Regions from separate parts of the Mus musculus genome. Here regions 2, 3, 4 and 5 are each linked to region 1. The links are chromatin contacts, called in public Hi-C and promoter capture Hi-C maps. All regions are on one chromosome and are shown on one strand. The core of a region is the stretch at or near the end of the contact, and the rest is flanking DNA. Distances in the headings are between cores, read along the strand shown.

What was found. Promoter capture Hi-C pulls out the DNA fragments that hold promoters and counts their contacts. A called contact is a pair of places that touch in the nucleus more often than the background predicts.
Region 2: a contact with region 1 is called in a Hi-C map of B cells, with 6 read pairs. The contact joins the promoter of Taf1b here to the promoter of Rps7 in region 1. A contact is called at or near these places in 1 of 39 promoter capture datasets (pre-B cells) and 1 of 484 Hi-C or Micro-C datasets (B cells).
Region 3: a contact with region 1 is called in a promoter capture Hi-C map of pre-B cells. The contact joins the promoter of Grhl1 here to the promoter of Rps7 in region 1. A contact is called at or near these places in 3 of 39 promoter capture datasets (cranial neural crest, maxillary cranial neural crest and pre-B cells).
Region 4: a contact with region 1 is called in a Hi-C map of B cells, with 6 read pairs. The contact joins the promoter of Rrm2 here to the promoter of Rps7 in region 1. A contact is called at or near these places in 3 of 484 Hi-C or Micro-C datasets (B cells, the G1E-ER4 cell line and muscle stem cells).
Region 5: a contact with region 1 is called in a Hi-C map of uterus, with 9 times the contacts expected there. The contact joins the promoter of Mboat2 here to the promoter of Rps7 in region 1. A contact is called at or near these places in 2 of 39 promoter capture datasets (cranial neural crest and pre-B cells) and 1 of 484 Hi-C or Micro-C datasets (uterus).

The regions. Positions count from the first base shown.
Region 1 is chr12:28,634,595-28,637,285 of GRCm38.p6, forward strand. It overlaps Rps7 (ribosomal protein S7), which reads right to left and starts at 1,359. Exons shown (of 7, transcript NM_011300.3): 1 at 1,262-1,359; 2 at 986-1,069; 3 at 822-893. The coding sequence starts at 1,060.
Region 2 is chr12:24,497,190-24,499,880 of GRCm38.p6, forward strand. Taf1b (TATA-box binding protein associated factor, RNA polymerase I, B) reads left to right here and starts at 1,392. Exons shown (of 15, transcript NM_020614.2): 1 at 1,392-1,460. The coding sequence starts at 1,443.
Region 3 is chr12:24,570,899-24,573,589 of GRCm38.p6, forward strand. It overlaps Grhl1 (grainyhead like transcription factor 1), which reads left to right and starts at 1,389. Exons shown (of 16, transcript NM_001161406.1): 1 at 1,389-1,560. The coding sequence starts at 1,541.
Region 4 is chr12:24,706,923-24,709,613 of GRCm38.p6, forward strand. It overlaps Rrm2 (ribonucleotide reductase M2), which reads left to right and starts at 1,332. Exons shown (of 10, transcript NM_009104.2): 1 at 1,332-1,523; 2 at 1,638-1,712; 3 at 2,017-2,163; 4 at 2,403-2,519. The coding sequence starts at 1,425.
Region 5 is chr12:24,830,300-24,832,990 of GRCm38.p6, forward strand. It overlaps Mboat2 (membrane bound O-acyltransferase domain containing 2), which reads left to right and starts at 1,300. Exons shown (of 13, transcript NM_026037.3): 1 at 1,300-1,475. The coding sequence starts at 1,401. It overlaps 2900060N12Rik (RIKEN cDNA 2900060N12 gene), which reads right to left and starts at 1,018. Exons shown (of 3, transcript NR_166876.1): 1 at 521-1,018.

The sequences.
Region 1 (2,691 bases), core at 109-2,608:
CCATGACGCTCATATTGAGGTTCTAAGGTGGAGCCTCCATCGCACAATCCCGGTGACTCTACAAGAGACACCAAAAGGCCAGCAGAGAGCTATGTCCATATGTCCATCATCCTAGCACTGGAGAGGTAGAGGCAGGAGGACGGAGTTCAAGGCTAGCCTCAACTACAATCCAAGTCGGGAGACCAGCCTAGGTTAGAAGAGATTCTGTCTGGTGAGTCTGATCAGACCATGACTCTGGCCATGTGCCACCTCAGGATCTCCCAACATGATTGAACCATCTAGAAAGGTCAACTTTAAATTCACCATGGCCTGGGTATCTCTGATGTAAGGCTCTTCTCCAAATTCAAAACTTTCCAACACTATGAAATTGACCAAAAAACTCAATAAAATTAACACTCTCCCTGGGTGGCTGAGCAGTGGTAGTTCAGGGCACAGGACCCAGGTTCAGTTCCCAGCACTCACAAGCATTTGTAATTCAAGTTTCAGGAACACGCAAGGTGCATGTACATTAACAGAAGCAAAATACTAACTTACAAAAACGAAACACCTGTCAAACGCCAAACTCAGAAACACCCACTGATCCTCAACCGAGTGGTACTGGGTCTAAACACTTCCAAAAAGTTAAGGTTAATGTCAGTGGGGAAAGAAAAAAAAAAAAAAAAAAGTCCAGCAATCAAGTGCAGAAGGCAGCACGGACTTAAGCGTGAGACTGGCCTGCACTGGAAGTCCCTGTCTGCTGCCCTCCCGTCTCTTGCCCCGGGAATAGAGGCTGTCAACCACCCGTGGGCAGCGAGCGAGCGCACTCCGGGGTCCCCGCTCACCTTGGCTGCGGTGATGTTGAGTTCCCGCAGCTGCGCCTTGAGATCGGAGTTCATCTCCAGCTCGAGCAGCGCCTGGGGAGACAGAGAACGTGGGCGCCATGCCGGGGGTCAGGGGACCCTGAGGTCAAGCGCGATCGCGGGGGGCACCCGGGCGACAAGCTCACCTGAGAGATGCCAGACTCGAACTCGTCCGGCTTCTCGCCATTGGGCTTCACGATCTTGGCGCTCGAGCTGAACATGGCTTCACCCTGAGGGGAGGAAGGTGCCACCGGTCACCTGGGGCGCGGGCCGCCAAAGCCGGGGCCATCTACGGGCGCAAGGCGGATAATCCGCTGCATCCCACCCCGGGGAGCAGGCTCTGCCGCCCCGGACGCCCCCCAAGAGTCTGTTCCCCCAAACTCTGCGAAAAACCGCGGCCACATTGCGGCCCGCGAACCTACCTGACGGATCGCCGGCTTAGAAAGAGGGACGGCTCTCGCGAGAACGGCTCATATCCGGGTGGCGGAAGAAAAGAGGTGGGGACAGCGGAAGTAGGTGGGTGGAAACCGGAAGCTCTTCTGAAAAGAGTTGGACCGCCTAGAGTGTACCGGAAAATAGTTCCCTACTGGGAACTAATGCGGGAGGATGAGCGTGCCGGTTTCGCTTGTTCCCGGTAGTCGTCAGCGTTCGGCTCCGTTGGTGAAAATTCTCCGCTCCCCTAGTTGGAGACCTGGGCAGAGTGGTGGCGGCCGGACGGCCCTAGGAAAAAGAAAGAAAGCAGCTTCCTTCCCCACGAAGATGGGACGTTTCAAATGTTTCATTAGTCCCCAGCTTTCTCCGCGTTTCCTGCTAACACAATGAAAGGGAATCAGCATGGTGGTGGCGCACGCCTGTAATCCCAGCACTCGGGAGGCAGAGGCAGGCGGATCTCTTGAGTTTGGGGCCAGCCTGGTCTACAAAGAGAGTTCTGGGACAGACAGGGCTACGTATACAAACCATGTATCAAAAAATGAGGTACGGGGTTGGGGCGGGAATCAGACTTGTGTTCAGCTCTTCCTATAGGGAATCAAATTAGTGAGGTAGTGTTAATTAATAGTCATTAATTCCTGGTTTTTACGTATATTGCTTGGTACAGCAGACGATTCTAGAACATGTCCAGGAACCCCTGTCTTCACAAGTATGAAGCTGCCCTGTTGAACATCTGCCGAGAATGCTAAATATGGTGGCTCATGCCTTTTCTCAGGATTCAGAGGCGGGGATCACTGTGAAGGCAGGCTTGGTCTGCGAGTGCCAGAGCTGCAATAGAGACCCTGTCTCAAAAAAAAAAAAAAAAAAAAAAAATCCATTTTCAGAGAGTACCAATAACGGAAGCTGACGGTGGGGTTAGCTGTAGAAGGCCAGGCTTCTGCCTGCCTGGGCTACCTGCAAAACAGGGACAGTTAAGCCCTAAAAGGTGGGGAGAGCAAGGAAGCCAGGTCAGTGAGAAACACTAAAACAGAATGAACCTTTAATCTCAACACTCGAGAGGGAGAGGCAGAGGCAGACAGATCTCTGAGTTTGAGGCCAGCCTGGTCTACAGGACAGCCAGGGCTACATAGAGAAACCTTGTCTGGAAAAACCAAAAGGGAGAAAAAAAAAAAAAAAAAGAATGAAGACAGCCCTGGGAGAGCACTCTCTATAGTGGAGCAATTTCCTTTAGTCAGGGCATTGTCAGAAAAAAAGAGACAGACAGACAGATTAGGAACAGTAAGTCAGAAAGATCTGAGGATGGGAAACAACAAACTCATCAAAGCAATGTTTACTGAAGAAATGCCCACCACTGCTGACTGTCACCCTAACTTCATGTGCCCTGTGAGGCTCTGCTCTAGACAGGCAATACAAGCACACCTGA
Region 2 (2,691 bases), core at 142-2,641, 4.1 Mb before region 1:
ATGTCTGTGCCTGGTACCCACGTCAGTAGATAATGGCACCTGATCCCCAGGAACTAGAGTACAGATAGTTGTGAGCTGCCATGTGGGTGCTGGGAATCAAACTGAAATCTTACAAGAGATGCCAGTGCTCTCTTAGCTGCTGAACCATCTCTCCAAACCCATGATTTTCTTATTTTTGTCTCTTCCTACCATAGTATTGATATTAAAGTCAATTAGCCTCACTTTATTTAGTACCTCTGTAAACTACTAAACTCCTAGCACGTAGTAGTCCCAAGGTGGGAGGAGGCAAAATAGGTTTAGCTTTCTAAATTATGACCCTTTATTTTTAGTACCTTCATTAATTTGCAAATTGCAGAGACCCCCTCTCCTCTGGGCTTGGAGATCCTTTCCCTCTAACATCTATAATATCAAGAGTTTCCTTTGTTCTCCAGAGTGCTGCAGGATCCTTGACATATCCCAGCCTACCCTGCTGGGGACCTTATCATCTGAAATCCATCTCAGCTCTTCTCTACTGCCCCTGGAAAGAATTTTTAGTATCTAAAACAAATGTCAGGCTCTGGTGGCACAGGCCTTTAATCCCAGCACTCAGGAGGCAAAGGCAAACACATGTCTCTGACTTCAAGGCCAGCCTGATCTACAAAGTGAGTTCCAACACAGACAGGACTACTCAGACAAACCCTGTCTGGAAACAAATAAGCAAAAACAATTAAATAAACAGATATAAATGTTCACAAAGGTGGAGACTTATTTTGTTCACAGGAAAATCTAAAACAACTTTAGTTTATGGAATGAAGCAGGGGATTAGTGTGTTCAACGAGGGAACAAGAGATAAATGTATTAAGAATTTATTAAACGAGACATAATTATATTCATAGGCAAACATATATTTTTTACACAGGAGGAGGTGAAGGTACAAGAAAGAAATAGAGTTATGACTAGAAATCTTGGTCTGGGGATGTTCAGTGGTGTGGAGTTCTTGGCGAGCATGCACTAGGAGGGTTTGGTTCCTAGGATCTGGGAAGTTAAAAAAAATTTCAAATAGACAACCAGTTCTAGTTCAACAACCTGTGTTCAAACACTGAGAACACATTTTGTAAAACCCAGAAGCCGGAAGTCATGGCACACGCCTTTAATCCCAGCTCTCAGGAAGCAGAGGCAGGTGGGGTTCAAGGCCAGTGTAGTCTCCTGAGCTGAGTTCCGGGAAAGCCAGAGCCACAAAAACAAAACCACAGAAAATCCTCGTAGGTCTGAGCTCTGTCACTGGGGCCTGGTCCTGGTCCTGTACTGCCTGCCAGAAACCTGGGTCTTGAGTCCCACAAGGGCAGCACAGAAGACTCCTGGAACGCAAAGGCAGAGGCTGTGTTTCCGACCGGAGCGCTCTCCCCGTCTCTCCCGGAAGCGGCGCTTGCTGTTTGGGTAACGGTGTCTGCAGCGGAGCCTCGATGGATGTGGAGGAGGTGGTAAGGACCTAGAGGAACGCGTGCAGCTCCCACTCGCGTTCCCTAACTCAATGGGCCAGGGATAGCCAGGAGGAGGAGGAGCAGCGCCCAGGGCAGGCGTCGGCTCGGGGCGGTGACCCGCATAGGGGGCGGAGCGAAGGGGCGGTGGCCACTTGGGCCCCGGAACCTGGCTGCTTGTCCGCTCTGGGAGGTTGCGGGTGGGATTGGGTGGAGTGTTTGTTCAGAGGGGCCGTGGGCCAGAAAGAGGATGAAACTGTGGGCTTGTGGGTTGGCCACCCCCGTGGCTCCTTGGAGGAGACCACCCAGCAAAGCTCCCTTTGATGCTGGTTGCGCGTGAGGAAGAGCAGGACCTGGAACTTGGGTTGCCTCCAAGTAATCCCTGTCAGCCTGTCTAGGGTACGGACACCAGACTCTTGCCGAGGACGTTCTAATGTGCTTGCTATCTTAGGGTTTCTATTGCAGCGATGAAACACCATGACCAAAAAAGCAAGCTGGGGAGAAAAGGGCTAACACTTCTATATGATTGTTCATCATCTAAAGAACAGGGCAGGAACTTGGAGGCAGGAACTGATGCAGAGGCCATGGAGGGGTGCTGCTTACTGGCTTACTCCTCATGATTTGGTCAGCTTACCAGGTTCTGTAAAACCTAGAGCTACCAGCCCAGAGGTGACACCACCCACAATGGGATGGACCCTCCCTCATCAATCACTGATTAAGAAAGTGCCTTACTGGCCTACCTGCCACCTGATGGTATGGAGGTATTTTTCTTAATTGAGCTTCCCTCATCTCAGATATCTTCAGTTTGTGTCAAGCTGACACAAAACTATCCAGCACACGTGCCCACACCTCACTGTAAGAGTGGTTAGGAAGCTGCTGCACTTTGCATGCACTGTGAACATGATGGGTGTATTCAGTAGCTGACCCATAAGTCAAACACCAAAGAATTAGGAACCAGTTCTCTGTGTGTGCACTGACAGAATAATGATAGAGGGACTCAAGGTAGACAGTAGATACTATCTGTATCCATGACAAATGTAATAATGTCTATATAATACATTGATAAACCTAAAATTATAATCCATATAGACCATAAGTGGACCATATGCTCCTTTTGCTTCCAGTAGAACCCCTAAGCACCCAGTTAAACGTTTGGTACTCATACAGTTGATACCCTTTATATGGTTGGATGAATAAATCAAAACTCGACACATCTGCCTCAGTGCCCCAAAGA
Region 3 (2,691 bases), core at 139-2,638, 4.1 Mb before region 1:
TGAGTCCTGGGATTGTCTGCACACCATCTGTCAGAGGTGCTCTCTAACCTGCCCTTTGGGTCTCAGAGAATCCTGTTCGTTTGAACACAGAGGCATCTAGAATTCAAACCCTTCTCAGTGTCCCATCACCCCGGGTCATGCTTCTGGCTACTATTTATCTTTTGCTTGTCTCTTTTGAAATTGCCTCCTGCTGATTCCCTACCATTCAGTGACCAGATTATTTGAAAACACGAGTGAAGTCTGTCTATGCCCTACCGCAAGTCCTTCAAAGCTTCCTCACTTAAGGCCTTACAGAAACCCGCGGGGCTCTACAGTTTGCACCAGTGCCCAGTTACTCTCTGGCCACACTGCTTTCCTAGCTCCTCAGTGGACACACTCGTGTCTCCTCTATCACGGTCTATAGCTGTGCCTTCACCCTTATGCCCACCCCCTCGCCATCTACATCTTTAAACCCAGAGAGCTCCACTCTACTTTCCCCATCCACCTGCAAAGAGTGCCATCTCTCTCCGCACACCAAAGGAGTCACCGTGACTCTCAAAGTAGGACGCTCTAGGAGGCAGGAAAATTTGCCTGCTCTGTCTCTGCCTTGTCCTCTCTGTCTAGGTCCCTGTCTCTACTGTTGTAGGCCTGAGGCTGAGGTTAAAGAAACCGACCCATAGGAAAATGGTTTAAAAAGGGGTTAGGATATGGGAGGAAAAAGTGGAAGCCAATCTGGAGCTGGCCAAACAGAAAGACCACACAGGTAGTAGGTAGGGGTTGAGGATGCTAAAGTCCAAATATAGCGCTGGGCAGATGAAGAGCCAAGCAAGTTCAGATGCCCTCAGGAGGCTGGTGGGGACCTCTGGGGCTTGGGAAGGTGTCTTAGAGTGATGCTTTTGACACTTGATAGGTGCCCAATAAACAGGGACCGCTGGCCGGGGAAACGTGGGTTATTAAGAGGCTGTGCAGATTGGCGACTGTCACATGGTGGGCACTGAGAGATGAACCAGAAGGAAACCTCCAAACCTGCACAGCTGCAAAGAAATTCCCTAGGTATTTCCCAGGCAGAGGCCTTGGGGCCGGAGAACTGACCGCGAGAGAGAACTGGAAGGTGAAACGCGCCCACGCGGGTGTGCGCCGAAGCCTCTCGGCGCCGGCGGCACTACCGGCCGGCGCCACCGGGGCCAGCCGCGCGCAAGCTCCCCAGCGCCGCTGAGCACCGCCGAGCACCGCGTGGCCCCCGCCCTCCGGTCCGCCCCCAGGCTCCTCCCCAGAGCTCCATCTCACCAATCAGGAGGAGCTCCCTCCTCCCAGTTCCAGAAGCTCCGCCTTGGGCCGGAGCTCCGCCAGCCAATGGGAGGCCGAGCCCAGCGCCCAGTGCGCGCAGCCCGCGCCGAGCCGGCTCAGAGCGAGAAAAGCGAACCCAACCCGTCGGGGCCGCCGCTCCGGACCCACCGCCTGCCGCCGCGCGCCGCCCGCCGCCGCCTCCTCCCCCCGGATCGGGTGTACTGTCCCAACCCGAAAGTCCAGTTCTGCGGCCCGGCAGCGGCGAGCGAGCGCGATGACACAGGAGTACGACAAGTGAGTGAGGCGCGGGCGCGAGTCCGGCCAGGGCCCGGGGGCCACCGCACCTGCCGCGGCGACGGCGCGGGTTCCGGGAGCTGGGAGGACAGGCTGGGTGGGGCGAGGCTAGGGGGTGGGGGGGGACACTCGGCCTGTCGTCTAAGGGCTCCCGGGCTCCCGGGCCCCGCGCTCATGGACCGGTGGGGACGGGTGGACCCTGGGCAGCCTCCTGTCACCTGCGGAGCTGCCGGAGCGAGAGATCTAGGGGAAGGTTGAAGTGTCCGCTGCCCGCGCGTTTTCTTCACTCCGGCTGCTGTGTGAGAAATCTGCTGTGGGTGTTCTTGGGCCCTTGCATCACCGATGGTAATTACAGAAGACTATTTTTGCCGTTTGGGAATATCAAGAGGAAGAAACTGCACGCAGGGTGATAAAGTTAGAGACCACTGTCGAATCGGGATTGCTTTTTAGAGTTTGGGACATAAGAAAGCAGCGAGAAATGTTCAGTGATGATGTAAGATGTGATCAGACGTTGGCAGGACTTGTGTGGGGGCAGTTCTCGATTTTACTCGCAACTTTTCTATAAATATGAAGATGTTCTGAAAGATCAAGTCTGTCTTATCTCGGCTCAGTAAATCTGGAGTGAAGAATTGGTTTCATAGTTAACTTGTTAAGGGTGGATTTTTCTCATGCTTGTTTTCTGATGAAGGTTAGCTGAGTGTGGAATCAGTAAGAGATTAATCTTGTCTTGTAGAAAATGAAGTTCAGGTAGTGCTCGGCTTTCCTTTTAGAATCCTGACCTATAACTCTTGAAGGTCTGAGGCTCATTTGAAAACACCCATGAACCTTCAGGGCCGGAGCAACAACTTGCTCTTCTTGAAGAAGTGGGCTGCAATTGTTCATGTGTTTATTTCTCTACTTACTGACTAGGCAAAAGTCCCAGTGCCAGCCTCTTGGCCTTAGGCATACTTTGGAAATATAAAATGCCTTCAGGGTAATTGCAGACATAAAGCCACTTGGAAAATATTTATTTTCTGATGCTTGTACCAATGTTGGATGGGATGGGAGAAGGGAAGCTTGAAAAACTAGCATTACGACTGTTGAGCGAGCCAACTGCTGTCAGAGTCTTCTGGAAGTGGCTATTAGACTATT
Region 4 (2,691 bases), core at 82-2,581, 3.9 Mb before region 1:
CAATCACAGAGCAGAGGTTAAAAACCGCGCCAGAAGCAAAAGCGCTCAGCTCCTGACAGGTCCCGGTACAGGGGAACCTAGGCGGGGCTGCCCACTAAGCTCAGCCTGCTTGGCGGGAGGAAGAGGCGTTTGGAGGAGGTTGTGAGCAGGGAGAAGAGAATGGCGGCGACCTTCTCCTTCCCTCAGTGGTCGAGTGTTATTTTAGTAGCCAGACCTCATTTGTACTGAGTACACCAGGAGCTAGAGGAGCCAAAGGCAAACCCCTCGGATAACGGAGGAATGGAATGTGAATTAGAAATTATATGTTAAAAAAAAGAACTGACAATTTTGCTAGAGGTGATTTAAAATATTTATCGATATGGCCCAGTTAGCTTAGCATGGAAGAAGTCCTGGGTTTTGTCCCCAGCATCAATAAATTGTGCAGCGGTGGATGCCGCCTGCTTTAACTTTGAGCTGCCACATGGTGTTCAGAGATTTTTTACAGCATCTACAGTGAGAGAACTTAGGACACAAGCAGAGGGGAGCCTCCCCTCGTCCTCTTTTAAAATATTTGACCTGGGAGAGTCAGTGGAGCCTTCCCAGGTTCCACGTTTTTCCCCGGGATCTCAGTGTCCCATCTCAGCGCTTTATCTCTGGTATCTTGGACCCCGTAGGGCAAATCAGAAAGATGGAAACTTGAGTTCTTGTCTCCACCCTCACCACAGGAATTTGCAGATTCGTCTTTAGACTACTGGACGCCCAGAGTCGTAAAATGAATGTATGACTCGTCACCATCCTGTGAGCTTCCTGGAATTTGTAATCGTCTGGCAGCTTTTAAACTAATTGGGACAGAGGGGACAGGGGTCTGACAGGAGGGGCAGGGTAGAAAAGGAACCCAAGGCTGCATCCGTACCCCTTCATGAGTTTGAAGACAGCTTTTTAGGGAACCCTAGTTTGAGGACCCCCTTAATCCCACAAGGCCGGTGCGATTGCTCGGGACCCCGAATCTCTTTAAGAAACCAGGGTCCCCCGCACCCCTCTACTTGGGACATGAAGACAGTCAAGGCGACGTGTCCCAGAGGCCAGCAGCGTCACTCCACCCTTGGCACCAACCTCAGCGGCAACGCCCGCCCGGCGACCCCCTGCGCGCTCAATCCCCAAGGCTCTCGCAATCCTAACCGGTTCCGGCCCCGCGAGCGCCCGCGCACCCGGCCGGCGCAGGCTCCTTAAAGGTCTTTGTGCGGAAGGCCTGCGGCGCAACTCAAATCTCCCGCGCTGGGCGGCGAGCGGGGTCAGCGGCGTCCAATGGGAGGCGAGGCCACGCCCCCTCGGAGCGCGCGGTTGGGTGGCTCTTTAAAGGGCGCGGGCGCTGGCAGTCGGCGGTGCACCGGATTCCAGCTGTTTTCGCCTGCTCCTCGCCGTCTCCGCCGCTGCCCTCGTTCGCCATGCTCTCCGTCCGCACCCCGCTCGCCACCATCGCTGACCAGCAGCAGCTGCAGTTGTCGCCGCTGAAGCGACTCACCCTGGCTGACAAGGAGAACACGGTGAGGGCGGCCCAGGTGCCGGCTGGGTTGGATGTGCACTGGCAGGTCGTGGGTTCCCGGACCCGGGAGGGTGGAGGGTGCCTACCGCCATTCACCACGCGTGTCCCCCTACAGCCCCCGACTCTCAGCAGCACCCGCGTCCTGGCCAGCAAAGCTGCGAGGAGAATCTTCCAGGACTCCGCCGAGCTGGTGAGTGGCCCGTGTGGGGCTGAGGTGGGTCGCTTAGGCTCCCAGTAGAGGGCGCCCGCTCGTTGGCGCTAAATCTGCATTGTCCCAGCTGAATTATTTGACTCTTCTTTCCCGCCAAAGTGTCTCCTCAGAATGTCCTACTCGGGTCGGCCTATGGTAATAGTAGAGTGCAGCGTGACAGCTAAGCACACGAGATTACCAATCGTTGAAAGTACTCGATCTGATGAGACACTGGCTAGCAGTTTCCTGCGGTTCGGTTGGCATTTGGGGGTTGGTTCACTTGGCACTCTCTCTCATCCAACAGGAAAGTAAAGCGCCTACTAACCCCAGCGTTGAGGATGAGCCGTTACTGAGAGAAAACCCCCGCCGCTTCGTTGTCTTTCCCATCGAGTACCATGATATCTGGCAGATGTACAAGAAAGCCGAGGCCTCCTTTTGGACTGCCGAGGAGGTAATCGTTCAGGACTTGCTGTGTGTCAGAAGGCTCCCGCATGGCCGTCACAACTTTTTGCCCTTGGGAATGGTAGCTCACTGAGATATTGGGTGTTCCCTGAAACAAAGGGAATAATGGATGTGAAGAATTCGGTAATGAGATGGTTTGGGGGACTTCAGTTTTAAAGTGTGTGTGTATGAGAGAGAGAAAGAGAGAGAGACCTACAGACCTGCTAATCGTGAACTTCTAAACTTCAGGTGGACCTTTCCAAGGATATTCAGCACTGGGAAGCTCTGAAACCCGATGAGAGACATTTTATATCTCACGTTCTGGCTTTCTTTGCAGCGAGTGATGGCATAGTCAATGAGAACTTGGTGAGTTGGCATGAAATACCCATAATTCACTTAGATCCAGAACTGGTTCCTGGCTCTCTATCTTTTGCCCTGAAGCGGGGCTGGAGGGATAGATGACTGACTCCAGTCTCCGCTCTGGTTAACACACTTCCTGCTTGGGCGGAAGACCCAGGTTCTGTTATGAGTTACCCCT
Region 5 (2,691 bases), core at 50-2,549, 3.8 Mb before region 1:
CTACTGAAGCCTCTAGAGTGGTCCTTGAGGAAGTGCTGTACCTAGTAGTTGATGGCTATTCTGGAGTGGGTGTTAAACCTGAGAATGAAGAGGGCCTTGTCTTTAAGAGGTCAAAACTGGGGCTAAATTAGTTGGATCTCAGGCCCCCCCCCCCCCCACACACTGTTATTTAGCTCTTGGTTAAGTTATGTAATTTTTCTGGAATTCAATTTCCTTGCTAGATTGAGGGTGGTTACAATACCTGCCTCACATGGTTGTTGTGGGGACTCACATAAGTCTACCTTTAAAAGCAGTGTTAGCAGCACATTTAAACCCCCGCCCCCCTTTAAATATTAGTTTCCAAATCCTTGGATTTTGAGAGGACGATGCTGGCATTTTCCAGGTGTTCCCATGGCTAGTTTAAAGGGTAAGAGATCACATTTGTAGGGCTGACACACTAACTGCCCTCCTGGAATGGAGGTGTGGACACAGCAGAATTCACATCTGGCAGAGAGGCTCGCAGGCACGAAGGGATGCTTACCAGCAGCCTTTCCTTTGAGGAGGCGGGGCCTTTACATGCCGGCCGCTGGCTACCCAGGCTTTCCCTCGGGCGCTGCCCAGGTCCGACCTGTTTCCCTCTCAGCTGGATGCGCGGTGAGGGCATCGTCCCAGCGCGGCCGATCAGGCCCAGGTGGGCGGCGGGTGAGGTAGGACCACCCGGCTTTCCGCAAGTTTGGGCAGCCCAGGAGACAAAGGCACTTTCTGCTTTGGGGTTCTTGTAGCGCGTCTCCCTGAAGCTCCCAGCCCCCTACCTTTGTTCCCAACTTCCCCCGGCGCTGCAACTCTTTGTCTGGCCGCCACCCCGAGCCCCTTTGTTGTCCACCGTCACTGCCAGTGAGGGGTGGGGACGGCGCCCACCATTCCTGAGAAAGGAAGTGAGCAGAGGCGGAGGCAAAGCCGCCCTCACACGCCCCCACCAGCTAGCCTGACTCTCGGTCGCCCTCGGGCGACAGCCATGGTCGAGCCTCAGCCCCTCGCTGGGGTCCTCAGCACGGAGGAGGGGCGCGGCGAGGCCAGCGTCCTCTGATTGGCTGTGGGAGTCGGGGCGCCGCGACGCCATTGGACCGCGGAGCTGTCTGGCGCACGAGTGCGCGAGGTGGGGAGGGGGCTCTGGAAGCTGCTGGAAATCGGGCCGCCCGGCGGCGTGAGGGGGCCGCGCGGCTGGGTGGGCGGGGCGCCCAGCAGTGGGCGGGGCCACTAACTCCGCCCACTGCCCCTCCCCGCGCGGCTGCTCCGACCGCGGGCGGCCGAGGGGCGGGCGCGCCGCTGCATCCCCATCCTCGGCGTAGCTCGGCACAGAGCGAGCAAGCAAGCAAGCGGCGCCTGGCCGGAGCGAGCGGACGCAGCGCCGAGGCCCGGCCATGGCCACCACCAGCACCACGGGCTCCACCCTGCTGCAGCCCCTCAGCAACGCCGTGCAACTGCCCATCGATCAGGTACCGGCGTCCGGGGCGTCGTGCCCTGGCCGCCTCTGCCGGCCGCGGTGCCACCCGGGCGGGAGCAGGGTGGGGGCTGGGGCCGGGACCGCCGTGCCCGGCGCCCGGCGGGGCGGGGGCGCGCGGCTGGCCTTGTCCCCTCGGCTGTCGCTCCGGCTGGTGCCTCTGTGCCCACCCAGCCTCCCATCGCCGCCCGGGCGGGGGTGGGCGCGGGCGGAGGCTCGGCGACAGCCCGCCGGGGAGGGCTAGACAGACGTGCGCGCGTGCATGCTGTCGCTGCCGGGCCACCGGGCGTCGGACCCGGGAGTCCCGGGACCGGTGGACCTGGCACTGCTGCGGGTTATCGGGAGACTAAGAATGGTTTGGGTGCCGAGTGCCCAGGACACGGCGTGGATGGACGAGGCTTAAGCTCTTCTGCACTTGGGGACAGTTTGCATTGAAGTGTGGCTCAATAGACGGAGAGGCAACAGTTTGGGGGAAGACAGGTTATGAAGAGAAGTCAACGTGACTTCACGATGCTAGGGTTTCTGGTGAAAAAGTTGCAGCTGTGGATAGGAGCAGCCATCCTACCCCCTCACCCTACCCCCAGAGAAGCTTTTGACACTAGGGAAGGCTGGCATTTAAATGAGGCCAGTCGAATTTGATTGTTTAAAGGGCCTCAGGATTACTGAAATAAACAGCATTGGGATGGAGAAAGCAGCGCCATTTTTATTGAGCAAAGGAACTTTGGAAGTATGTCCTGAGAAAGGTCTGGGAAAGTTGTTGGTGGGGTATGGTTAGATAGCTGGTCTAGCTCCAGTACTGAAGGAAATTGACTTTGGAAATTCAGCCTAACATTATTTCTGATCTGGAGGTGTTTGCACTTCCAAGGGCTATGGGCTCAGCTTGAGTAGCTGCTAGTGGTATCTTAAGGTTTGCATGTAAAACACAAGATTCCTCTCTGGACTTGAGCTGGAGGTGACACCTGAGCTGAACACTGTGTGCTCCAGGCTTTGTGCTTCACTGTTTAAAATAAAATATACTGAGTTACCTCAAAGGAGGGTTAAACCGTCCTGCTCAGTGTTCTGATCTGACTTCTTTCCTTTATTCCTCTCATAACTTTTCGATTAATAGTGAAATACCTGTTCTCCACACAGCTTACACAGCGGTTGTGGTGTGTGTCATGCTAATAGATTATAAGAGTGCCCCAAGTGGAATGATTCCTTTAATTCACAGA